2 separate regions of the Mus musculus genome follow, and region 2 is linked to region 1. The links are chromatin contacts, called in public promoter capture Hi-C maps. All regions are on one chromosome and are shown on one strand. The core of a region is the stretch at or near the end of the contact, and the rest is flanking DNA. Distances in the headings are between cores, read along the strand shown.

Region 1 (3,984 bases), core at 1,222-3,721:
AACAGGTAGAAGTTGATGGCTGGGACTGTAGCTTCCCTAAGGATGCCTCAAGATTGGAGCCCAGCACCAACGTGGAGCCTCTCAGTGAGTCTGGGGAACCTGGTAGAAAACTGATTGTGATGACAGGCTCAAGAATAGGGGACATATACTTGTGTGCAAGGCATGCTCAAGAATAAGAGACATATATTATACTTGTGTGTAAGGCATGGTCTTCATAGTAGCCTATGGCAGCTGTTTTATGGATGGAAAAACACGTATCTTGGGCAGGCAAGTAAGAGGTGTATTCCCCAGTTTCCCTGCTCTCTAGGCCAAGCAGAAGCATCTGGGTCAGGCAGGGCATGGCTGGGTTTCTCAGGACACTTCTGAAGTCCTATGAAGGGAAGAGAGTCCCACTGAAGTAGCTGCAGGGATGTCCCAGTTATGGCTTCCAGGTGACCCCCTTTTTTCTAATCTGCCTCCATCAGGTTCCCTGCTGGCCCAGTTCTTCTCCTGCGTATCTTGCTTGGATCTTTCTGGCTCCCTGCTGTCCCTGCGGGAAGGTCGGCCATTGATGGTGGCAGAGGGCCTGCCTTCTGATCTCTGGGAAGGGCTGCGCCTTGGCCCCATGAATCTCCAGGACCCCTTTGACCTGAGTCACAATGTTGCAGCCAATGTGACCGGCCGGGTGGCTAAACGTCTGCAGAGCTGTTGTGGGGCAGCAGCCAGTTACTGCCGAAGTCTCCAGTACCAGCAGCGTTCCTCCCGGGGCCGGGACTGGGGACTGCTCCCGCTTTTGCAGCCCAGCTCCCCTAGCTCCCTGCTGTCTGCCAAGCTCATCCCCTTACCCTCTGCCCCCTTTCCACAGGTCATTATGGCTTTGGTGGATGTGTTAAGGGAAGCACTAGGATGCCACATAGAACAGGGAACCAAGAGACGACGGTCAGAAGGTGCCAGAATTAAAGACTCTCCCTTGGGAGGGGTGAACAAAAGACAGAGACTTGGTGGGCAAGAAAAGAGCTTCGAGGAAGGGAAAGAGGAGCCACAGGGATGTGCAGGGGACCACAGTGAAAATGAGGTAGAAGAAATGGTAATAGAGGTTCGAGAGACACCTCAGGACTGGGCCTTGTTGCACTCGGGACCACCAGAGGAGGAGTTGCCCCTGATGACTGCAAACTGTCTAGACAAGGCAGCTGAGCATAATCCCATGAAACCTGAAGTGGCTGGAGAAGGGTCTCAGGGTGAGACAGGGAAGGAGGCATCACACCCATCATCAGTGAGCTGGCGCTGTGCCTTGTGGCACCAAGTATGGCAGGGGAGGCGGCGTGCCCGGAGACGATTACAGCAACAAACCAAGGAAGAAGGTAGAGGAGGTCCCACCACAGGAGCAGAGTGGCTGGCAATGGAAGCTCGTGTGACCCAGGAACTAAAAGGACCCAATAGTGAGCAAGAGAGGCCGCCGGGGGAGCCCCTCCTCAGCTTTGTGGCATCTGCCTCCCAGGCTGAGCAGACACTCACTGTGGCCCCACTCCAGGACTCCCAAGGCCTGTTCCCTGGTCTTCATCATTTTCTACAGGGTTTTATCCCTCAAGCACTTAAAAATCTCCTCAAGTGAGGAACCAAACCTCAAAAACAATAAAGCTGCTAGTTTATTTCATACAGACATTTAATGTTCTTTTGCATACTCCCTCATAAGACCATTACGAGGTCTTTGTTTTCCTCCTGGTAACGCCTTTTTTCTTTGCCTCAATGTAGCTTCTGGCCTGACTACTCTAAAACAGTCCTATGACTTCCACTTCAGAGCTCTCCTTCCCACTTGCCAGCACTTTCCTAGGGAGTGCCACCTCCACGAGGCAAAGGCACTGATTTCTGAGAACAACCTTTGCCCACACGAGACTTGTCCTGCTGCTCCAGGTGATGGGAACCACAAATTTGGGTTTAGGGTTTGTCTTTTCTATCCTTTAACGTGAAAGAGAGTTCAAATTGCCCATAAGCTGGAGTCAAGATTTATTTTCAAATTTGGATATGTGTAAACTATTGTATCAGAACTGGGCTGCCTTACCCGACCCTCTGGGGCGCAGCCAAGCCTGAGTGGTGCTGGTGACGTGGCAAGTTGGTCCGTGCTGCTTTGTTGTGTAAGTTTTAACAGCACGGAGTTTAATCGGAGCAGACCTACTTTCAGATGTTTTCGGCCGTGGGCCCCAGCTGAACAGACAGACCCTTTACAGAAAAAACCCGAACAGGAACAAAAGGAATTCAGTAAATTGCCACCCCTTCCTTAAGGCAGTTCCTGTAGTTTGTCACGGGTTCCAGATACCAGCCTTCGAGGGGCGGTGCTTCCGCCGGGTTCTCACACTTTTCCCCTCCCTGGGTGAGCTCCGTCTCCTATCAGGCTTCCGATTGGTCGGCGACGCGGGCGGGGCAGGATCGTCCAGAGTTATACTACGCAGGCGCCCGCTCTCTGCGCTCCAGGCTGCGGGCCCCACCCCTCGCTTTTTCCAACTCAGCGGGGCTGTAGACGGAACTGTCGTGCGTATGCCTTTTATGCCGTCCTCGCTTTCCGGCCGCTGTTTCCACACTGCTCTCTCCTTTCCTCCTCCCTTGTCTCCTTTGCGGCTTACTTTGCGGCAGCACCGACAGCCCCACCCCCTTTCTCTGCGGAATCACCATGGCGGCTGGGGTAAGTTTGCCGGCTCCGGTGATTAGGGTCACCCTATCCACCGCCATCCTTTGCCTGAGTGGGGCCAGTCGGCGCCAGGGGAGTTTCAGACCCAAGCCGCGAGCCGATCTGGGGTTCACAAGCCGTACGGTCGGAGAGCATGGTTTCTAGGGCCTGGAGGGGAACTGAGGCTGGGGCTCAGAGGCTAGAGGTGGAACGTTCTGGGGTTGAGGAGAAAAAAGATGCTGGGTCTCCATTGTCTGGACCTTTAAAAAGTGTTTAACCTCACTGCCATTTTGAGGTGTGGCGTCTGAGCAGGTTGGTGGAACTTTTGCCACCGTTTTGTGGGACAACAACGAGGACGTGGAAAGGAGAGGGTCTTTGTGGGAAGGGGCGACTGGCACGTTGGGAGTTGACCTTCGGGGAGGTTTGGGAGCCAGAGGAATAAAGGGGGGGTGAAGTGAGCCCATATGGACCCTGCTGGTGAGATTTTAGTAGGGAGACAACTGGGAACTCACTGCAGGACAGGACCAGAGGGTTGCTAATTCGCCATGTGCAAAGAAAGGCATTTCAGGAAGAATAACTGATGAACATTAGAATTCAGCGTGTCGATTCTGAGGGGAACTTTGAAATCCCTTGGTCTGTGTGTGTGCTTTTGAAGTGATAGCAGCCTGGAAGTAGTTAGACTCCGGGTCACCGCCAATGAATGAAACAAGGGTTCTGGGAGAGATGGGTGTGAGTGTTCGTGTGTTTAGGCAGATGGGACCAGAAGTTTTGAAGGGAAGAATGCCTCTAGAGATGTCCTTAAGAGAGGTCACATCTGTCGGTAAGCTTTATTTAGCAGCTGGGATGTTCTTCTTGGTATTTCAGAGGACTCTGATTACATGGGGCATACTCGGTTCACTAGGAGTGAATCTAAGCTGTGCACATTGGAATTGCATGGAAGTGTGCGTGGGGAGTGGCATTCAGGGTTCCTTGCCTCTAGTCCATCCTTCACCCTTTCTCTTGTAGACCCTGTACACATACCCTGAAAATTGGAGGGCCTTCAAGGCCCTCATCGCTGCTCAGTACAGCGGGGCTCAGGTCCGCGTGCTCTCCGCACCACCCCACTTCCACTTTGGCCAAACCAACCGCACCCCTGAATTTCTCCGAAAATTTCCTGCCGGCAAGGTGAGTGGGGAAGCATCTGGGATCTCTAGAATTCCATTATTCTGGAGATGGCCCCCATGGTGTGTGTGTGTGTGTATTTATTTATATATATATTTTTTTAAAGAAATTTTAAGGGGCTAGGAATGTAACCTATTAAAGCCTCTGAACTTGACTGCCCAAAGGAAAAAAATAATTTTGAA
Region 2 (4,528 bases), core at 631-3,130, 2.9 Mb after region 1:
AAAAAAAAAAAACATTAAGTTATTAGCATAAGTCCTAGGCGCCATACAAAGGGCTCTCCTGCAGCTCACTTGCTTTTAGCTTGCATACCTACTCATTTTACAGATAACAAAACTTAAGCTTGGAGTTTAAAGGGTAACCAGTAAGCAGTAGGGCCAGGGCAAAGCCCCAGTGCTAATGCAGACTAATACTTCCCTACTGTAAGGAGCTCATTAATCACCTGGGAAGACTCGGTGAGACCTTCACCAGGTCTAGTCTGAGATCTGAGCTGATGCGCGCTTCTAGGCTAGCTAGGAGGCAGACTCCACTGTGAGTTTCCAGGGCTGCACTGTTATATCCCATTAAGTGGCAGCCTGTATCACCGGGTGGGTTCCTAAAGTTTCACACTCGCCCTGCTCCATAGAATGTGCTCAGTAACTTACTAAATGAATCTATACCTCCAAAAATTGATGCTTCAGCACTTCCCTATATCAATCCCATTATGTCATTCAACCTTCATAACAGACCTATAAGGAAGGAAGATTCTCCCTTGACCGACAAGGAAATAGGCTCAAAAGAGTAAGTGACCTAAGCTTTTCAGCTTTTGTGCGGCAGACGACCACAGCTGTCTCCGGGGGTACAAGACAAAATAATTACAGACCACTGAATGGGAAGAGGGGTGCCATCTCAGCACCTAACAGGCTCACCGCTCCGGAAGTCACCCGGAACTCTCAACTACTCCGGGGATGGAGTAGCCCTGCCCGGTGCTCCGGGAGGGAAATAGAAAGGAGAGGAGGCCGGTTTGGGGCACAGTGCCAGGCGGCAGAAGACAGCTGGTGAGGTGAGCCCCCTGACTTCTCCATTAGCCCCGCTGATTTCAAGTCCCCGAGTGGGTCCAGCTCTGGAGGAACCCTGTCCAGCTTTGGGGGAGAAGGGGTAAGAGGGTTACGGGCGTCCAGGGAAATCGCAGCTAGGTGATGAATCACCGAGCACATGACCCTGCAGGGGAGGGGAGGGTGCAAAGCTCCGCGGGATGAGGCGGGGGCTTGGGCGGAGGGAGGCCTAGCGCGCAGAGCACCCCTGCGGCCTGGGTTAGGGGAACTAGGAGAAGCCCCTCTCCCACGCCACTTATCCTGATGACCGATCCCCGCAGCCCGGGGCCCGCCTGATCCCCCAAGCGCCGCGGACTCACGGCCTTCAGCTGCTCCAGCCGGTCCTTCATCCTGGCCCAGGTGAGGGCGGCGGGCGCCTTGTCTCAGGTGAGCGCGTCCCAAGTGAGCGGCCTGGAGCGGCGGCGGCTGCCGGCCGGGGCGAGAGAGCTGCTAGAGCGGGCGGAGGCGGGCGGCGGCCGCTCTCGAGGAGGAGCGTCCGAGGCCACCGAGGTCCGCCGCGCCGCCCCCTCCGGCCCCCGCCGGCGCCGCGCTCCAAATCCGGCTACGAGACCGCGCCGGCTCAGGGCTCGCCCGCCCCTGGGCCCGCCCCATACCTGGGCCGCTCCCCGAGCTCCTGCTTAAAGGGCCAGCGCGCTCCAGCGCCGGAAGCATTCCGGGCACACCTTCCCATGCCCCTCGAAAGGCAGAAACAAAAAAAAAAAAAAAAAAAGGCGGGGGTGGTCTGTCTGGCTTCGATTCCGTATTTTCCGCACTGTTCTTATTGTTCGGCCCTCTGCGGACTCCTCAGGTTGAAGACAAGCTGGTTCCTGCTCCCTTTGATGAGGGAAAACGTTCCGATGATGCTCAAGAGATATTCCGCCTTAAAGAAGGGACCTGTTGGGTATAAAATCTGTGCGGTTCGGGCTCAGAGACTTGTTCCCGTAGGGCGTAACTGCAGATGAGATGCCCTGGATCGGGCTGCGGCGAGGAATTTGGGGATTATGATGCTAGTGGTTGTGGGGCCTCTCGAAGTCGTGTAGGCGGTCCAGTCACCTTTTACTAACAATTTGAATAACTTGAGGGAATCTAGGAGAGTCCGTTTCCATAGCTATATAAATCAGAGGCTGCTTAGCAATTTTCTGCTTAGCCTGTACGAGAAAAGAAGCAACTGACTTTTAACTACCGGGCAGAGTTGTAGGATAAAGACGTTTGTTTGATTTGGAAAACTTAAGCCCACCTCTCTCCTCCTTGCTGTCAAGAGCCCTGGGATTTGAAGAATTTTTAGAAAAGTGTGGTTCTTCTCACTGCCCTTCCTCTTCAACGGTGCCCCTATTCCCTTCCCCTCCGTATTTGATTTGGGGATAACAAATGGCGTATCGACCAGAGTAGTGGTCAACAATTGGCGCTAGTGAAGACTTGGTCTCAAGTTCGAGAAGTATCCTCGACTTTGTGTTCAATCTTAAAGGCCATAGATACTTTCTAATTATAACCGGACTTTACCCTCTGCGATGTGCACGCTCCTACTGACTTCCTCCGCTGCCATAAAGGTAGTCAAGTAAGGCAGGGCTTGAGCTGTTAGAGCCAACTATGCGGTAATCAACTCTAATCCTCTATCTGACCTCCGGCTCCTGTCCTGACGCTGGCCCAGCGAGGACTGCGAAAGTTTCCACGCCCCCTGGTGGTCGTAACCCTACAGCTAGGGCTTGAACACCCCCACCCCAGCCCAGCAAACACTTGGAAAACCTTCCGCCACCGAGCTCATTCTCTAGCATCAGCCCTTAGGTTTTCTCCTTTCAGACAGAATCTCCCTGAATTGCCCAGGCAAGCTTTGAACTTGCCATTCTCCTGTTTCAACCTCTCCAGTAAGAGGGGTTACAGTGAAAAACTCTCGAAGTGTGGACGTCTGAAATCTGGACAGAAGTGAGGAAGGAGGATGGATTCATTTTGAAGCAAGAACAAAGGATTCCAGTTAAGACGCGATTGATTTTAGGCTGCAAAAAACGGCCCTGCAGTAAAGAACACTGACTGGAGGACCTGGGTTCAATTCCCAGCATCCACATGGTGACACACAGTTCCAGGGGATGCAACGCCCTCTTCTGGGCTCTGCAGAGGTTACACACATGTGGTATACAGACATAATGCAGGCAAAAACATTCATACAAGTAAAAAAAAAATTTTTTTAAGTCCCAGCAAATTATTTTAAAGGATATAATTGATTTCAACAGGGAAAAAATTGTGACTCTCATGCAAATATAAAATGAATATATTTTAATGTTTTAGCTTATTAGTGAAGCAACCAGTAAGAGGTTAAACTCATTCAGATCCACAGACAAACAGCAGGAAGGCTGGCATGAATAGGTTACTTGATGCAAAACTAGCTCTGGGGATGGGAGAAGAAACCGTGCTTCTCCTGTACACTAAGTCCTTATAATCTCCATGAATAGAAGCACTCTGCTTACTACCGATATCTAATTTACATAGCTGGACAATAGCTGTGATACAATGAAAGTCACAGACTATTATAGAATCAGAAAGGTGCATTAGATAAGGCCACCATAGGATACATAGCATGGAACAGCTTTTTGTTAGTGGTCACTGGTCATTTTAATTTGCTCAGTTTTTCTGTATACTCCCAAGGTAGTACCTTCCATGACTGAATGGTACCAGCTCTGTTAAAAAGTTATTATACAGAACAAGTTTTCTTCCCTATTACTTCTTGCCTTAATCCAGACACTTAAAAAAAAAAAAAAAAACATAAGTCAGAGCTTAAGAGATAGCTCAGTCAGTAAAGTGCTTCCTCCACAAATATGAGGACCGGAGTTCAATTCCCAGAACTTATAATAATAATAATAATAATAATAATGATAATAATAATAATAATCAAACACAGTGGCACATACTGGTAATTCCAGAACTGGGAAAGTAGAAACAGTGGATCCCTGAGATTTACCAGCCAGATCTACCTAGCTGTGAGCGCCAGGCCAGTGAAAGACATTGTCTCAAAAAACAATGAATGGCAGGGGGCGGGGAGGAGGGACAAACCTAAGGTGTTTCTAAAATTGGATGTCTTGAATTCCACCACCCTTAGAATATTCATTCTATTCTTAGAATTGAGGGAATCTACCCAACACATAGCACTAAGTACATATACTTAAAAGAAATTGGAGACATCTCAAACTAATTACGTAGCAGCACATCTAAAAACTCTAGAACAAAAAAAGAGAGAAAGAAAGAGAAAGAAAGAAAAAAGAAAAGAAAAGAAATTACACCCAAAGGGGGTACATGTTAATAAATAATCGAACTCGGGGCTGAAACAAATACAATACAATACAGAGAATCAATGAAACAAAAGTTGGTTCTTTGAAAAAAAATCAATAAGATTGATAAACTCTTATCCAAATTTAAAAAAAAAGGCAGAGAGTATTCAAATAAACAAAATTTGACATGAAAAGGGGGACATAACAACAGACACTGAGGAAATGCACTCCACCAAATTGGAAAATGTAAAAGAAATGATTAATTTCCTCAATAGATGCCACTCACCAAACTCAAATCAAGATCAGATGAGCAACTAAAACAAAGCTATTACCCTCGTGAAAATGAAGCAGTAATTAAAGTCTCTAAACCAAAAAATGCCCAAGGCCAAATGGTTTGAGTACAGAATCCTACCACACTTTGA

Evidence for each region. Promoter capture Hi-C pulls out the DNA fragments that hold promoters and counts their contacts.
Region 2: a promoter capture Hi-C map of hippocampal neurons shows a contact between it and region 1, with 3 times the contacts expected there. A contact is called at or near these places in 2 of 39 promoter capture datasets (hippocampal neurons and liver).

The regions. Positions count from the first base shown.
Region 1 is chr19:8,964,570-8,968,553 of GRCm38.p6, forward strand. It overlaps Eef1g (eukaryotic translation elongation factor 1 gamma), which reads left to right and starts at 2,472. Exons shown (of 10, transcript NM_026007.4): 1 at 2,472-2,656; 2 at 3,647-3,805. The coding sequence starts at 2,645. Tut1 (terminal uridylyl transferase 1, U6 snRNA-specific) reads left to right here. Exons shown (of 9, transcript NM_197993.3): 8 at 1-84; 9 at 465-1,641. The coding sequence ends at 1,591.
Region 2 is chr19:11,817,523-11,822,050 of GRCm38.p6, forward strand. It overlaps Stx3 (syntaxin 3), which reads right to left and starts at 1,881. Exons shown (of 11, transcript NM_152220.2): 1 at 1,170-1,881. The coding sequence starts at 1,199. It overlaps Gm41810 (a long non-coding RNA gene), which reads left to right. Exons shown (of 2, transcript XR_003952942.1): 1 at 1-818; 2 at 1,131-4,528.